Linked DNA regions of Mus musculus: all the other regions are linked to region 1. Evidence: chromatin contacts called from public Hi-C and promoter capture Hi-C data. All regions are on one chromosome and are shown on one strand. Each heading gives the region's core, a stretch centred on a gene start, on an enhancer-like site or on the middle of the called end of the contact. The rest is flanking DNA. Distances are from core to core; before and after follow the strand shown.

Region 1 (2,577 bases), core at 47-2,546:
ATCAACAAAGTCATTTTAAATTACATTTGCATAATTTCTACCTTTGGGCTTTCAAGTCTACAATTGCTCACTATTATTAACACGGAGAGTCTTTCTAATATTTTTTTATTTTTCTTTTTGATTTTAGAGAGGTTTTGGTTTGCTTTTTTTTTTTTTTTTTTAGTGAGAACATTATTATTATTTAGAACATTATTAGAACAAAAGGAGCTGAAGGTTTACACTAACAGATACTCGTTTTTGACGTCTGTACTAAAAACTAAGTGGTTAAGGCAAGATCTCCACTTTGGACTTTTAAGTCTGGAAGAGAGAGGTGAGGAATAGGAGGAGACAAAATATCCTCTCATTAAAGTAATCTAGCTTAAGAGAGTTGCTGGGTTAAGGGCCAAATGAGTGCGTACTAACCCGCTTCTAGAAACCCGTAAACTAATCCTTGTGACTAGTCCGCATTAAAAACATCGATCCTCGACATCGGCATCAGCCAGTGATGTAGGAGTAACAGAAAGCCAGGACGAGGCGCCCAGCCTCCTCCCCGGGCTCCGGGAGAGGAAACCCTGTCCCGGGCCTCCAGGCGCTGGCGCGCGCCGGGGAAAGAGTCCCGCGCTCGGGCGAGCGCCCTGCACGCCCGCTTTCTGCACTCCTTGCACGTCGGATGCCCGGCGGACCGAAAGCAAACCTCCGCCCTGCCGCCCAGCTCTCGGCGGCGGCGGCGAGCGGCTTTGCCTGTGATCAAGCGCGAAGCCGCTTAGCTCAATGGTCAGAGCGTGGGTGGAAAACAAACTTTGTTACGTGTTCACTCGGGGCGCCGCGGTTCTGGGAAAAGGATCAAAGCGACATTCCTAACTGTGCGCCGCGCGCCTTTTTCCCGGACCCCACCCTCTCTTTTAATAATAATAATAAAAATAATGGTAACAATTTTAGCCGATGAGTAAGGAAACGGGCTTTAAAGCCACGCGGGGAGTGCGGCGGGGCGGGCCAGCAGGTGGCCCGCCCGCATCCCGACCTCCGCCGCGCGCGCGCCCAGAGTCCCGGGCCACATCAATGGGCGCCCCCCCCCCCCGTGGGAACTGCGCCTCCCACCACGCCTGCGCCCCGACGCCCTGCCCGTGTCCCCCCGCCGGGGGTCGCATCCCACCGCCCAATGCGGGTCGGCACAGGCGGCGGCGCGTTGCTCGGCGCCCGCGGGCGAGCCTCCGTGCCGAGGGGCGGGGGCGCTGCCGCGGGAGGGGGGCGGAGGGGGCGGGAACGGCGCGCGGGGAGGGGAAGGGGGTTCTCGCGCGATCGGGCGAGGTTTCCGGTGTTGTGACTGAAACCCGTCAATATGGCGGCGATCGGCCGCGGCCGCTCTCTGAAGAACCTCCGAATACGAGGTAAGCCCGCTCGCCGCCCTCGCTCGCCTCACCCGGTGCGGGTCACGGGTCGCGGCGCTCGGCTTTGCTCCGGGCCTGGGGATGGGGTGGGGTGAGGTTGGACGGGGAAGACGAGCGGGGCGTCGGGCGCCGCCGGCCTGCGATGGATTCTAACTGGGGTTGTGTGTCTTGTCTCGCACAGGGCGGAATGACAGCGGCGAGGAGAACGTCCCGCTCGATCTGACCCGAGGTAACGCGGGCCGCCGCGGCCGCCGGGGAGGCGCGGGCAGCCGGGCGGGCGGGCTGGCAGGCGAGCCGCGCGGGGCAGCGAGGGGCCGAGCCCGCGCCCATCCCCCTGCCCCGCGCCCGGGTGGCCCGGGTTGCCCGGGGGGCTGAGCCCGCTCCGGGGCCTCGGGCGGCTGCGGAGCTCCCCGGCCGGCTCGGTCGCGTGTGTGTCCCCCCTCCGTCCGCTCCCGGGTCCCCCCACCTCCGGATCCCGGGGGCGGCCTTGGACGGGGTGGGTGGGGGAGCAAGGTAGAGGTTGTTATTTAGGTTGCTGGAGGATGTTTGTGGGAAGAGCGACCACATCCTGCCCTCCCCGTTCCCCCCAAGAGCAGATGCTGGACCCTGCCGGCTTCTTGCTCACTGCGGGACTGCTCTTCCCTGCCCGTGGGATCCTCTTGGGTGGGGTGGGGGGGGTCCCCGCAGCTTTTTGAGAACCCGGAGAGCCCGTGATGACTGCTAAGTGTCTGGTTCACGCCGCAGCTCCCTGCTGCTCGCTTCCCGTCTCCCGGGCCCGCTGGGGCTGTAGTTGGCTGGAGACCGCCCGCCCCCTCACTCGGCCGCCGCTTCATTGTGTACCTTGTGGCTGCAGTGGAGGAGAGCTGGGTTTGTTTACACCTTTCCCAGCAGGGCGAGCCCCGCGTGTGTTTTGTTTTTAAGAACCGCACCCGGCGAACGATCGGTATTTTCTTGCTTCGGTCACCGGCCCCCGGGCTGGTGTTTCATCTCCCAGTATCTCGCCGAAGCATCAGTCCGTTCTCTGCCTCCTTAAACAGGAGTTGGGTCTACAGATTCCGGACGGTCCGACTCCACAGCGCTGGAGTGGAGTGTAACTTAACTAGTTCTGCTGTTACGGAATCACTTTTTGAGATCCGTGAAACACCTTAGGACGTTAAAACAAGACAAGAACAGTCGTAAACATTGTATATACGACATGAATTTGGTTCCC
Region 2 (2,577 bases), core at 37-2,536, 2.7 Mb before region 1:
CTAATTTGTTCTTCAAAAATAAATGAGTGTCAAGTGGAGATTTTTTTCAAGCTGGAGAGATGGCTCAGAGGTTAAGAGCACTGGCTGCTCTTCCAGAGGTCCTGAGTTCTATTCCCAGCAACCACATGGTGGCTCACAACCATCTGTAATTTGGATCCAGTGCCCTCTTCTGGTGTGTCAGTGACAGTGTACTCACATATACATAAAATAAATAAATAAATAAATCTAAAAAAACAAAGTGGCGGTTTTTCTGATTTTATCACTAGATCAAATGAAAGCATGTGAACCTGTCATTTGAATTTCTCTCTATAGAGTATTAATCAGGTTCCGAGGACACCTGAGAGAAGCTTGGAGGTAACCTAAGCCTGTGGCTTTCATTTAGAGTGAATGTCAGTGGGATGTACTAATAACCCAACTGAGATAAAGGAATTGTCATCAACAATGTATAATCTATTTATTTATTTATTTATTTATTTATTTATTTATTTATTTTATCTTTCTCTGAAACTTTAAATTGCATGCATCCTCTTTGCAGCCTGACCTAACTTGAGGTACTTGTAACTTTACTGGTTTCAATTATGTGGCAGTTTTGTTGCTTTGGATATGTCAGAGTTGCTTGCTCTAGGCGACCCCCCCCCCCCCCTAACTGGAATACATTGACTAGGGATTAAAATGTGCAGAAGAAAGACACTGGAATGCCTTCCAAGCTAACCCACTTCCTTCATCAGATTTCCAGACATCCAAATAGGATGACTGACAACCTGTGGGTGATCTCGCTGGTCATTAGTGAGTGTTGTAGTGCGACCTTGGTTGGCAGGGGGATACCAAGAGTTACCATCAAGGCAATCCTGGCCACTTCACTTCCAGGCGAGCACACACCCGGAAGTGGCTGCCCTGCCGGCCCAGGCCCCCGGCCTGCGGCGGTCTCTGTGCGCGGCCTGCGGCCTCGGCTCACCGGCAGCCGCGTCAGCGCGCTCGTCTCCTCCGCCGCCTCCTTCCGGGAGGCCGTCGGCGTCGCCCGCTCCTTGGCCACCGAATACCAGAAGGTCCTCCAGCCGCTCAGGATGGCTGCCTCCAGGCGGCCCCAGTCGCTGGCGGGCGGCGGGGAGCCGGCTCCGCGGGGCTCGCTTCCAGCCATGGTCGCAGGCTCCGCGCGACACCGCGGGGCGCACGGGCTCCCCAGCCGCTCGGCCTCCGCCTCCGCCCCGCTGGTACGACCCGGGCTGGTCGGTTGGGCAGGGCTCCAGGCCGAGGTGGCCCGGAATGACTCACCCCGTTAGCCCAAACCCTCCCACACTACACATCCTCCGGGTCCCTCCCTGCCTCTGTGCGTCACCACAAGGACCTGGGAGCTAGGGCTTGTTGAACAGCCACCCTTTTTCTGAAATCTTGCTTCCCCTTAAGCGTTAGATATTAAGTAGGCTGTATGTGTGCTTCTGTGTTTTGGAATCAGCAATCTACCACTTGGAGTTGAGCAAAAACTGAGCCCGTGGAGGCTATCAGGAGCCTTATGTGTTATTAAAGATAACCTTGGCTGACTAGAACATCGTGCTGTGGAGAAACTATTGTAGATGGGAAGCCAAAACTGCCTCAAGCGTAGCTCTTTTAATATTAACTTCAATCTGGTTTTGGTCTAACCTCATGAGGTTGGGTGAAACTTGTAAGCTTTGCTTAAAATTTTATTTAACTACATGTATGTGGATATATGCATGAGCACTCAGGTTCCAGCAGAGGCCACAGGCATCACAAACCCTGGAACTGGAAACCACACCCTTGAGAGCCACCTACTCAGGCCCTCTGAAAGAACAGTACATTCTTATAACTGCTGAACCATCTCTCAAACACCTGCCCCCTTTACCGATTTTAAAGTAAATAATGTTGTAACATCTGAAAGCCAGGCAAGATGTAGCCAATTTTATCTAGGCTGTGTACATAATGCCCTCATCAGCGTAGGTGGTATATGTATTTGATGTATGGTCTTTGTTTTGTGGCTATAATAGTTCTTGCAACTGCTTCCACAACTTGGTGTGCCAACCTGAATCCAATCTCTGGCCATGGCCACTCACATTTTGCTTGCATTTACTTCCTCAAACTCCATTATTAGGTATTTTCTACCAAAATGGTGAGTTTAAGCCCACGACAAAAATGTACATACACTAAAAAATTGTTCAATCAATGATCTATCATAAAAGGTCAGAAGAAAATTTGATAGGAAAGAAAAGCCTGGATGTGGTACTATTAAAAGCCATTAGTGAATTTTTAATCTTCCAAAAGTGATGTCTATTCTAGTAACTTTAATCATAATCAAAAAGAAATTTAAGAAATGAGAGGTAGGCTATATAACAAAATATTATATAGCACTGGATATAGTTTTAGGAAAGACACAAATACCTATTTGGTAGCAGGTTATCAGTCTCTTTAAAGTAGATTACCTCACTTAATCTAATCCCCAAACCCATTCCACATCTAGACTTCATCACGGGAATACTTCGGATTTAGTAGTCACGTGTTAAATTCTTTAAAATCTTTTAGAATAATCTAGTAAGGATCACCACGTTATAACCTGAGGTGTAAACC
Region 3 (2,577 bases), core at 22-2,521, 2.7 Mb before region 1:
TACATATAATCTGGTGTTAAGTAAGCCCTGTTAGTAATTCTCCAGTAAGATTAACGTCAATGTTGCCTAGTAGATTGTAAAGCAGATAGCTACAGTTATGATTTTAGTAAATTTTCAGATGTATAAACAAAGCCTCCAAACAAGGCCATGGAACACTGAACCTCCTTTCCAGGCCTCCTTTCACAATGGATCATAGAATTCTTTCATAAGAAAATATGAATTACTGTTAGGCTCAGTAATAAGTAAGTAAGACTACCTGAGCTCTGGCTGACACATGACCCAGGGAGGTAACAGTGACTACAAATTCTATGTTCCGCTTGCCACAAACCAAAAGATAAAAAGCCTCAGTGTGGTCATATGTGCTTCATTTAATTATAGAACTGATTCCGTAAATACACCAACTAGTCAATCACCTGGGAGAAATGTTTCATTTCGGTCATCGTATGACTCTAATCACAAGAATTTTAAAGCTCATGGATGGTAAAGGCTCAACATTCAAAAAACAAAAAAAGATTACTGTCGAACCAATTGGCAACTGAGAATTTATAAAAAGCAAACCGAGTCTGATGTCAAAAGAATGACGTATTTCCTAACCTATTTTCCCTTCTAAGAAAATACCTAAGGACTAAAATGGGGCGGGGGGGGGAGCATTAAAATTACACCATAACTGTGTACAATATGTATTTACAGCTGAATTTTGAATTGAAAACAAAGTGGAAATTTACAAGGCAGTAATGAAAAAGTGAACTGTCATGCATGTCTCTCTGAATGCAAAAAAAAAAAAAAAAAAAAAAAAAAAAAAAACAACAAAAAAACATACTGTTCATTTTCTGGGCAGTATGAACATTCCGGAGAAAGTCCGTGTGTACTTTTATTTAAAGTCTACCCTTCTCGCAGATTCGACACCACACATCTGGTCGGATGTAAACAAAAAGGATTTCAAGGAACGTAGAAAACGCTGCATGGGTAACAGGACATCTGAGGAGAGGGCAGATGACTGCCCAATGGGGACCAAGCTCAGCAGTGCCAGCACCAGGGACCCCGCCTCGGACCGAAGGCCGCGCCTTCTGGCCACCGAGCGCAGCGGTCCCCTCGCATCTCACCACCGTCCGCCCACTTCCCTCTGCGGCGCTCCCTCACCGTCTTCCCCCGCGGCTTCGCTAAGGTGCTGTATGTGAGCCTGAGCCAGGTCCCCGAGCTCTTCCACCCGCCTCACCACACCGGACACCGCGGCCGCCATGGCCAGCTCGGGCGCGCCCGCCCTGTCCACGTGACCACGTGAGCCCCAGATCACCTGACGGCCTGGCTGGCGGAGTGGGGGCGGAGCCCGCCCAGCCGGTGGGCGGAGACATAGGCTCCGGGCTACGACCGCCCCGGCCCGCAAAGGTCGTTCCGGGTATTTAGTTCCTCCCAGTGGCCCTCTCCCTCCCACAATCCCGTGCTGCGAGGGGCCAGTCGATGATGTAAGGGCACACCTCTCTCCCGCCTTCTAATTTCAACCAATCGGAAGCCGACCATGCCCCGAGCTGAGCCAATAGGACATCGACTCTCTCCGCGGGTGCAGGGAGATTGCAGCCGCAGCAGCTGGCTGGAAGAGGGCGGTTTGGAAGGTCTGGAAAGAGGATTTGCAGCGGTTGGCGCTGTAGTGAAGGAGGTGGACTAAAATAAAACTTGATTGTAATGGTGGGGGCGGGGGGTGGTGGGGGAAGGTCAGAAACGGAAGTCTGCGGACGGGTGAGATTCATCCAAGCTGCGAGACCTAGTGTGAGGGCAGACAACTTGGCAGTCCTCAGCCTGCTAGCTGGCATAACGCTTTCCCCGAATCTTCACCCTGGAGCTTGTTTTTACTCCGGATTGATCTTGGCTAGCTCACACTTAAAGTACCTTAAATGTCTTGCGACCTAAACGTGGCAGCGACCTCACTGTCTTAGTTCACCTTGAGACCTTCCTGACAAGTGTTAAGTGTTCTTCCGGGTCTTAATCAGCACTCAAGTGGTCAAATTGCTTTGCATTCCATGAATGCTAATTCTTGCCTATGGCCACGGAAATCTAATGCTGTTTTGGCTTTTTGTTTGTTCGTTTGTTTCCCCCGGTTTGGCACAATATATTTTGAATAACTCTACCCTTCATCTTAATTTTAAGGTTTTTGTTGTAGCCTGGTAGAAAATATTTAAACTATGAAAATAGTAATGTGATCGTTTAAGAGTGACTAACCACAGTCACTTTTCTGCAAGTGGCCATGATGACCAGTTTTTTTCTCCTGTCATTTTACTCTAAATGCACAGAGCAAAAAACACGTGCTCTGTGTCTTCGGTACTTGTGTAATGCCCTTACGTACTTGGGAAAATGGTTTTTAATAGAAAACAATAATCAACAACAAATCCTTATGATACTTTATAATGAAGAATCTGAAGGCCAGAAAAATTGCATTCTATAATCAAGGTGAACTACAGAATTCAAACTCTTATGCTAGAGTGTTGACTTACTCTGTAATCCCAGAACTTGAGAAGCTAAGGCTGGAGGGGATGCTGGCAGTTCTAGAGCAGCCAGTACATACTGAGACCCAGTTTACAAACA
Region 4 (2,577 bases), core at 26-2,525, 2.7 Mb before region 1:
AAGCAGGTCATGTCTCATGAGGGTCAGTCAGCACGCTGCTGGGTTTCAGAGGAAACTAAGGGCAAAACCAGACTTGAAGAGAGTTGTGGGTGTTGGGGTTGAGAAATGTTGGAAAGGTGAGCTGTCTAGATCTGGAAGGAGATCTTTATCAGTGACCCTTTGTACCTGTACTCATTCCAGAGGGCGATTTGGAAAAGTAACACGTTCAGTAAGAGACCCTCCAGGCCCTTGGCAACCCGAAACCCTGGTTGATGCCAAGCCTTGCGCGAGGGGAAGGCAGGCTCTAGCGCCCCCTCCAGCCTGAGTGCAGCGCCCGCCGCTGCGGGTGTGCCCGCAGATGAGCTGGAGCCCAGCACCTCCGGCCCCGGCACAACCCGCGGGGCTCGTCCTAGCTGTGCAGCCTTTCCATTCCTAGCCGTGAGCCCCTCCCTGTCTCGCTTCTTGACAAGCCAGCAGGCAGCAAGGGGCGGCACCGCTCTGAGGTCCCGAGGACGTCACTGACGCGCGGTCGAGCCTCCAGCCCGCCCTACCGCTCGCCTTGCCTTCTCTCTTCTTAGCCGGTGACGCCGCCGCGGCCCCGGGCAACCAGCACTCGCACGCACTCCCGCGCGCGCCACCGTCTCCCGCACCCGGGGCCGAAGATGGCGGCTCTCAAACTCCTGTCCTCTGGGCTTCGGCTCGGCGCCTCAGCCCGCAGCTCGCGGGGCGCCCTGCATAAGGTAAATTGAAGGTGCAGGGGGGCAAGAGGAAGGCCACGCGCGGACGAGCTGCGAGCGGCGCGCGCGTTCTTTGCCCTGCCCATCTCCACCGCCTCTGGTCGGGGATCTGGCATCTGCAGCGCCGTGCCCGGGGGTTGGGGGTGGGGGCTTGGAGACGCTCGGGTTTCAGGGTAGCCCCGCCGCCGCTTGTCTGTCTGTCTGTCTGTCTGTCTGTCTTTGCTTCTCCATCCACTTCCCCGCTGTGCTTGCAGCGGTGGAGAAGCGGTCGAGGCTCTGTGTACCAAAGCCACGCAGCAACGCCTTAGAGACAGACTGTCGGCGTCCAGGGACTCGCGTCCCCATCTCCCGCCACTCCTACAGACTCCAGGCTCCAGGCCGACGCCCTTGGGAAGGGGGTCCCCGGGGCCGTCGCCCTAGGTAAGGGCCGGTTGGAGGAGAGGAGCGGAGAAGGGCGGCGCGCTGAGGCTTGCGCCCCACCTGAGGGAGCTGCTGGCGCCGGCTGAGGCCCAGAACCCCGGGCCGGGTTAACCGCTGCTGGCTCAAGTTCACCGCCAAGTGGGCGGATGCTGTGCGCTGCGGAGGCGGACTGCCGCTCCCCATCCTCCCCTTCCCTATATGGCGGTAGAAAGGGGAACCCGGACTGGAGCTCTTGTCACGGGGCGATTTAGCCTGCCAAGCGTTTGGAAGCAGAAGGAGGGCTGGCGGCGCTCCGCTGCAGTTTGCAAACGCCTCGGTCCTTTATTTTGAATTCCTCTCCGTCCCCTCCGGGTTAGAGACTTGCAATGTTCAAAGACCGTAAAAAAACAAAAATCAAAAACAAAAACAAAAAAACCCAAACACCTTGACCCACAGAATGGTATCCTGAGTCGCCCTCCTAGCAGACTAGCTGGTGGTGGATATTTTTGCTTATACATTGTAGAGGGTCTAGCCTCTAAGCACACATTCGGGTTGGATTTGAGTATGGGACCAAGGAACTGAGTGCTGGAGGAGGGTGGGGAGGAGGGTGGATTCACCTTGGAGTGTTCAGTTTGCTCAGGAGCCTCTTCCCGAACCTGCAAAGTTTTCTTTGAAGAGGTTTCAAATTGCAGTCCTGAACTTAAGAAGAGTGCATCACGCAGGGCATTTACTTGCACTGTGTGCTCTTGAACTCCTTCCCCTGTTGCTCATTTCCTTGCCTTCAATCTCTGAGTGTTGAGAATCTAAAGATGTCATCACAGGACTCCCTCGTGTGCTAGGGAATGGTTCAGAACTGAGTCATTGCGTTGTTAAATTCCTCAAAGGAGGCATTTGGGTAATTGCATGCAAATTTGGATGCACTTAACCACCAGCCAACCTGCTGCAAGTGATGGAGCAGATGCAAAAAACCAGGACACAGGGATGTCCTTGGGCCAAGGTCAAAAACTTTCTTTTGACAGTGCATGTTTGTCTAAGTTTAAATTATTCACCTCTAGTCTACCCCACTTTCAATATAATCATTAAACCATTTCTCAAGCCAGCAAACCTCTAGGTGGATGAGCTGTAATTATGGGTTAGTAAAAAGTTCATGGCCCAGTTCAAAGTTAGGCTTCTCAGGAATGAGGAAAGAAGGTGCAGCTCCTGCTCTCTGGGGTGTTCTGCCCGCTTATGCATTGGTTGGCCTTACTGGCTGCTTGCTTAGCGCGTAAGTCATCCGCCTCTGCTGAATTGTAATACCCCTGTGCTGAATTGTAATACCCCTGTGCTGAATTGTAATACCCCTGTGTTCGTTTCACTGGGACCACGGTATACCTCAGTCCTTTGCCTCCCTCAACACTGCAGACTGCTCTGCCAAGAATACTCATTTTAGTACACACCTGAGAGAACCTGGTGGATACCTTCA
Region 5 (2,577 bases), core at 53-2,552, 2.4 Mb after region 1:
TTCACTGCCACACTTCCAAACTAGGCAATTTTAGGCACCAAAACTAGGCAATTTTAGGCACCGATCCAAAAAGATTCCCCAAGGAAATAATTCAATCGAATTTAGTTAAAACAAAATAGTTCAACCCATTACAATACAGTTTGGATCTTAGTGTTGTGCATTACCTGGAAAGTTCTCCCGACTAAGCTTCGGCCGACGGATGATCACAAAGTCTTTGTCACTCCCTTTGCCCTTGACTCGTTTCCTTGGAGGGCTCTGGGGGTGGCCGAGGTTTGAGAGCAGTCCATGTGGGATGTTCTCACTGTCCACCTCCTCCTTCTCCAAGGCCGAGACACCCATGCCTGATAGCAGTTCAGAAGTCTTGCTGGAATCCCATCCCCACGTGAAGCTGGTGGTGACGTTGCCACTCTGGTCCGGAATCTCCTGAAGGTGCTTCCTGCAGAAGGGCAGACATTCTCTATTCCTTTTGAAAATACACCCCTAAATAATTCCAAGGTAGGCATGAAAGAAGAGTAAAGAATGGAGTGGAGAAAAGTCCCAGCAAGTGACAGTACTGCATTTTTTAAACGTGCCTACAAGCGAGAGAAATACAAGAATGAAAGAGAAAAATCGGGAACATATATACTTTGAAAGGCTTTGGGATTTATGGTCACGCAGAAGGCCTCAATAATTTCTTCCCGTGGAGGGAAAAAGAGGGACGGCACTGATACCATGACTCAAAGTAGAGGAAGGAAAACTTAATTAGGAAGCCAAATTAAACTCCACATTGATATTCGCACTAAAGCATTCATCCATCCTTTTTCTCTAAGCAAACATTCACATAACCAGATTATTTGAACAAGAAGCAACATTCGCGGCCTAAAAGAATTCAAACGGTTCATTCATGTTTTGTCCGGTTTTTTTGCAATCGGTTTACCTATGCATGGTGTCCACTGATTCAGGAGTTTTGAATGCTTGAATTAATTGAAGCGCTGCCTGCCTTCCAGACTCCTGTTTTAGCGCTCGGCTTAGAGTGATCCCCGGGGCCCCAGCAGTTGGACCCGCGAACTAGCAACGTTCCATCACCACCGCGCGCGCGGAGTTCTGCATCCCGCTCTCCAGCAGCCGCCTTCTGACGCCCCGTTGCCTGCTGGGAATTGTAGTTCCGAGCCTAGCTCGTAGTCCTGCCTGGGTTCTTCCACTCTGATTTCGGACCAACCCTCCAGATACCCACAACTCCCTGCGGCGCCGGGCGGGATTGAAGGAGGAGGAGGAGGAGGAGGAGGACAGGCAGGCGGAAGTGGGTGGAGCTCCGGCTGGCTGGGAAATGTCAGCCGATTGACTGGGAGCAGGTTTTCCTTTTCCCGGAGCTCACGGGCCTTCGGGTGATCACCGCCACGGTCGCCCGGGACTGAAGGATCCGTGACCCCGGCAGGCTGCGGCGGACGCGAAGCTTCTGAGTCCCTTCCAGACGCTGTCTGGCGAGGTCCGACGGTGAGCGTGAGGGGGGCGGGGACGCGTGAGGTGCGTCAGGGTCTGGGGTCCCGGCCCAGTCCCTGGCGGACATAGACTTGGGGGGAGTTCCAGATGGTGAGTGGCCGCCGCCGCCAGGCCCATCTCCGGGGTCTCGATGGCCCGCCAGGTGAGAGGCTGCGGGTGGCACTCCTGCCATTCGCCTTCCTCCACCTGGCAGTGGGCGGCCCTTAGGACTGGGTCTGTGGACGCGATCCTTTCCTCACTTGTAAACTAGGCTCGAGGACGCGGCACACCTCATGGGCTGGCACTGAAGATCAAATCAGCGTGCGAGGGGAAGCCTTTTTCGAGCTAAAGCGCAGCTCCAAGAGGAGCGATGGTTTATTTTTAAGGCGGCAGGAGCCAGCAGTGGTTCCCGCGTGCATCCTCTTGGATCCTTGATGAGTCTCCCAAATACCAAAGGGAAAAAGGGAGGCTCCGCTTGCAAGGAGAGACCACCCTGAAAGCTGTTTAGGTGCCTCTGACTCAATCCACAGCCTGTCCTAGAATCTCTCTGCCTAGAAACTATGCTAATTTAGCCTCTGAAGAGGTCGGGGGCGATTAGATTAGAATGACCATGCAAAATTCAGGTGTGCAAACTGTGCAACAGGGGAGAGGGTAGGGGGATGCATTTCTAGTCCAGTAAAAATGAAGATTTATAGAGTTGAGAAAAAAGCAGGCCACCTTCATCAAAAACATTAGAATATTGGTTTAGTATGTTAGATTGCATACACTTGTGTTTCTTTGTGGAGAGAGCAAGATTCGTTTTATAGTGGAATTAAATCCTTCATGCTCAGTTTTGTCTTTGTTTCTAGCATAATCTTTGCATCAGTTACTTCTTGAGAGGAAGAGATTCATGAACTTTTAGTTCCTGTGAGTGAGATTGGTGTAAAAAAAAAAGACCTTTTTGCAAATTGGTTTTACTTGAAAAGAAAGACTAGGAGAATAAGTATGTAGTCACAGTTTTGTTATGGAAAGTATCTAAAGTGAGACCTTCTGAAATAGTGTATAAAGTTATCTTTTGTTACTTTGAAAAACTCATTTGCCTTCTCTTGAACTTTGTCCTTTCTGTTAGGATGTAACTCG
Region 6 (2,577 bases), core at 58-2,557, 2.4 Mb after region 1:
CCGCTGAATATATCAGTAAGTGGGAGTTAGGGAACAGGTAAACAACTGGGGTGTAGAAGGCTCTTTCAATCTTTAAAGTTTTAAATGTCCTAGACATGGGAATCTTAAGGACTGAAGTGGAAAACCCAGCAGGGGTTTTCCTGAGAGAATTCAAGACACATCCGAGAGGATGGTGTAATGAAGCAATGTTTTGGAAGAGGCAGAAGAAAGGATCCAAAATAAGATTTGACTAGGATATCCCATTGAGATGTTTCCAGCTAGAAGTGGGAGTCAAAAGTGTAGTTTTCTGTGACGTGAAAGAGAAAACAGGTTCGATATCACAGAGGCATCTGAGTGTCACAAACATGAAATAGCATGCCCGGAATCCAGAGGCCACTTACTGGGAGTGCCAGGATCGCAAAGGAAAGGACGCCACAGCAAGGACCTCAGGGCAGTGGCCACCTACCCTGTCTTATGACTTTCCCTTCATTGTAGCTTTCCCTTTTATTCTTAATCAGCCTACATCTCTATGGTTGTGTAACTGTTCCCACAGACTCAGTAACTTCCCTTGCTCTAGCTTCAAGGACTACCTACCCAACATTCCAAAGTCAGATCAATAATCATCAAACACTGCTCTGAGCTTGCCTACAGGATAAAGTGCAAAACATTTTTAACCCTTCAGTCTGGTCCTACACAGCTTTCCAACCTTATCTCGCGGTCTAGACAGACACACAGGACTAGACAAGACTCCTTCCCTCATTATCCTCCTCCTTTCTCCCTGACAGCACTGCCTCTCTAGGCTGGTGGTCTTTTGGTGGTCACCGGAGCTCGGGCTAATGCTCTGTGATCCTTCTCGGTTAGCTCTAATTCCTCTCTAATAAAGGGCTCGGCATCTTTATTTGCCATCAGGCCCTGCAAAACGAAGCCGTTTGGAGCGAGGTCACCGCCCCCAGCTCTTACTCCAGCGACGGCCACATCAGCCATCCAGCAGACACTGGTTAAAATTTACCCTAGACGAGCATGACCAACTACCCAGAAAGCAAGCAAAAATGAAAGCAACTAGAGGAAGATGCGCAAGAAACTTGCTTTCCCGCCAGGCGCTCAAAACTCCGCCTGCACCCCCAACGCCGCCCAGACCAGTTCCAACTGGATTTCTTCGGGCAGCTCGAAAGCCAAATAGAATTTCGTCCCTTTCCCAGCCCCAGCCAATCCCCGCAGCCCCTCGGGCTCCCAAACCTTCCCGACCTCTGATTAGCTGACAGATCTGGCCCGGGGGCGGGCTTAGAGCGGCCTCCCTGAAAGGGTGAAGAGGGAGGTGGGGCCGGGCCGAGAGGCCACTGCGCAGGCGCCCAAGAAAACGGATAAACAAACAAATAAAACCCACTGCCCGGGGGCCAGCCCGGATCCCCGCCTCCCGGGGCCTCCCGGGGCCTCTCCGCCCTCGCGTGCGTCTGGGCACGTCCCCCCCCCCCCCGGCGCGTTCCACGCACGTCCCCGCACTTAACCTGTGCGCGGCCGGCGCGGTGCTGGCGGCAGGGAGCGCGAGCCTGCACCCGCGGCCCCGCGGATCATGACTTGCTACCGGGGCTTCCTGCTGGGCAGCTGCCGGCGCGTGGCGGGTGGCCGCGCGGCTCTGCGGGGTTCGGGCTCGGGCGCGGACGGCCGGCGGCACTTGGGGCACGGGCAGCCGCGCGAGCTGGCGGGCGGTGGTAGCCCCGCCGACGGCGGCTTCCGCCCCTCGCGGGTGGTGGTGGTGGCGAAAACCACCCGCTACGAGTTCGAGCAGCAGCGGTACCGCTACGCGGAGCTCTCGGAGGAGGACCTGAAGCAGCTGGTGGGTCCTGGCGGGGGACGGCCGGTACTCGGGGTGGGGGTGGGGGGCGACGGGCCACAGGACACCCCCAAAGCCCGACAACCTTCCTCCGATTGCCTGTGGGGCCCCTCGGGCATGGGACTGGGGCGCCCTGAGCCTGCCTTAGAGGGGGCTCCTGGGACCGGGACTTGGGAAGCCACGTGTGTCCTCGCCCCCGCCTCGGTAGCACGGACTCCCATCGCTGAGAAGATGAGGGTTGTTCGCCCTGTTTGTCCTGGGGACCTCTCCCCAGACCACCGGGAGAAAGGAAATTCTCCAGCACAGCCACTGGTGGCGGAGAGAGGGCCGAAGTGCCGCGGTCACACCCCCTTCTCGCCTGGGGACAGAGGCCTGGCCAGGGAAAGCCCTGCTGGATTGTGGTCGCCTGTCCCTTCAGGGTCTCTTACTGCTTGAAAAGCAAGCACCTGGGACAGCGAGGCAGGAAAGCTGACCCGAGATGGGTTTTTGTGTTGGAAGGTCAGAAAAGGAACAAGTATGCCGGCTAATGGGGAGAAGGCATGAACCCTGAAGTAACAGGGCCTCCGCCATACACCGTGTTTGGTGTATTTACTAATAGCGTTGCCAGGTATGCCATGCGTGTGTGTGTGTGGGAAGGATTAAACCCAGAGTTCGAGCTTCCCCATTTTTGAAAAAAAAAATTGATTTTGTGCTACCCAGTAACTTTTGGGAAATGGGCTGTTAGCAATTTATTTAGGAACCCCCCCCCCCACAGTTATGCCTGTAAT

What was found. Promoter capture Hi-C pulls out the DNA fragments that hold promoters and counts their contacts. Hi-C and Micro-C count contacts between places; a contact is called where the count stands out from the background.
Region 2: a contact with region 1 is called in a promoter capture Hi-C map of pre-B cells, with 9 times the contacts expected there. The contact joins the promoter of Fbxo4 here to the promoter of Rictor in region 1. A contact is called at or near these places in 6 of 39 promoter capture datasets (erythroid cells, hippocampal neurons, liver and 2 more), 1 of 484 Hi-C or Micro-C datasets (pre-B cells), 2 of 115 datasets of contacts at active chromatin or transcription factors (embryonic forebrain and thymic regulatory T cells) and 2 of 9 other capture datasets (adipose tissue and liver).
Region 3: a contact with region 1 is called in a Hi-C map of erythroblasts, with 7 times the contacts expected there. The contact joins the promoter of AW549877 here to the promoter of Rictor in region 1. A contact is called at or near these places in 5 of 39 promoter capture datasets (the C10 cell line, erythroid cells, hippocampal neurons and 2 more), 2 of 484 Hi-C or Micro-C datasets (erythroblasts and pre-B cells), 4 of 115 datasets of contacts at active chromatin or transcription factors (astrocytes, cardiomyocytes, large pre-B cells and 1 more) and 2 of 9 other capture datasets (adipose tissue and liver).
Region 4: a promoter capture Hi-C map of pre-B cells shows a contact between it and region 1, with 5 times the contacts expected there. The contact joins the promoter of BC037032 here to the promoter of Rictor in region 1. A contact is called at or near these places in 9 of 39 promoter capture datasets (the 3T3-L1 cell line, 3T3-L1-derived adipocytes, the C10 cell line and 4 more), 1 of 484 Hi-C or Micro-C datasets (CD4 T cells) and 6 of 115 datasets of contacts at active chromatin or transcription factors (T-cell acute lymphoblastic leukemia, astrocytes, embryonic forebrain and 3 more).
Region 5: a promoter capture Hi-C map of liver shows a contact between it and region 1, with 4 times the contacts expected there. The contact joins the promoter of Lmbrd2 here to the promoter of Rictor in region 1. A contact is called at or near these places in 3 of 39 promoter capture datasets (hippocampal neurons and liver) and 1 of 9 other capture datasets (liver).
Region 6: a contact with region 1 is called in a promoter capture Hi-C map of liver, with 6 times the contacts expected there. The contact joins the promoter of Nadk2 here to the promoter of Rictor in region 1. A contact is called at or near these places in 4 of 39 promoter capture datasets (hippocampal neurons, liver and pre-B cells), 2 of 115 datasets of contacts at active chromatin or transcription factors (the 230-238 cell line and astrocytes) and 1 of 9 other capture datasets (adipose tissue).

The regions. Positions count from the first base shown.
Region 1 is chr15:6,707,085-6,709,661 of GRCm38.p6, forward strand. Rictor (RPTOR independent companion of MTOR, complex 2) reads left to right here and starts at 1,297. Exons shown (of 38, transcript NM_030168.3): 1 at 1,297-1,367; 2 at 1,549-1,596. The coding sequence starts at 1,319.
Region 2 is chr15:3,978,287-3,980,863 of GRCm38.p6, forward strand. It overlaps Fbxo4 (F-box protein 4), which reads right to left and starts at 1,287. Exons shown (of 7, transcript NM_134099.2): 1 at 956-1,287. The coding sequence starts at 1,138.
Region 3 is chr15:3,994,475-3,997,051 of GRCm38.p6, forward strand. It overlaps AW549877 (expressed sequence AW549877), which reads right to left and starts at 1,272. Exons shown (of 6, transcript NM_145930.3): 1 at 1,141-1,272. The coding sequence starts at 1,240. Gm2093 (predicted gene 2093) reads left to right here and starts at 1,565. Exons shown (of 3, transcript NR_045740.1): 1 at 1,565-1,610.
Region 4 is chr15:4,026,131-4,028,707 of GRCm38.p6, forward strand. It overlaps BC037032 (cDNA Sequence BC037032), which reads right to left and starts at 1,276. Exons shown (of 2, transcript NR_028266.1): 1 at 1-1,276. Oxct1 (3-oxoacid CoA transferase 1) reads left to right here and starts at 298. Exons shown (of 17, transcript NM_024188.6): 1 at 298-719. The coding sequence starts at 642.
Region 5 is chr15:9,139,268-9,141,844 of GRCm38.p6, forward strand. Lmbrd2 (LMBR1 domain containing 2) reads left to right here and starts at 1,303. Exons shown (of 18, transcript NM_177178.3): 1 at 1,303-1,473. Skp2 (S-phase kinase-associated protein 2) reads right to left here and starts at 1,187. Exons shown (of 10, transcript NM_013787.3): 1 at 917-1,187; 2 at 165-436. The coding sequence starts at 924.
Region 6 is chr15:9,069,953-9,072,529 of GRCm38.p6, forward strand. It overlaps Nadk2 (NAD kinase 2, mitochondrial), which reads left to right and starts at 1,308. Exons shown (of 13, transcript NM_001040395.4): 1 at 1,308-1,813. The coding sequence starts at 1,550.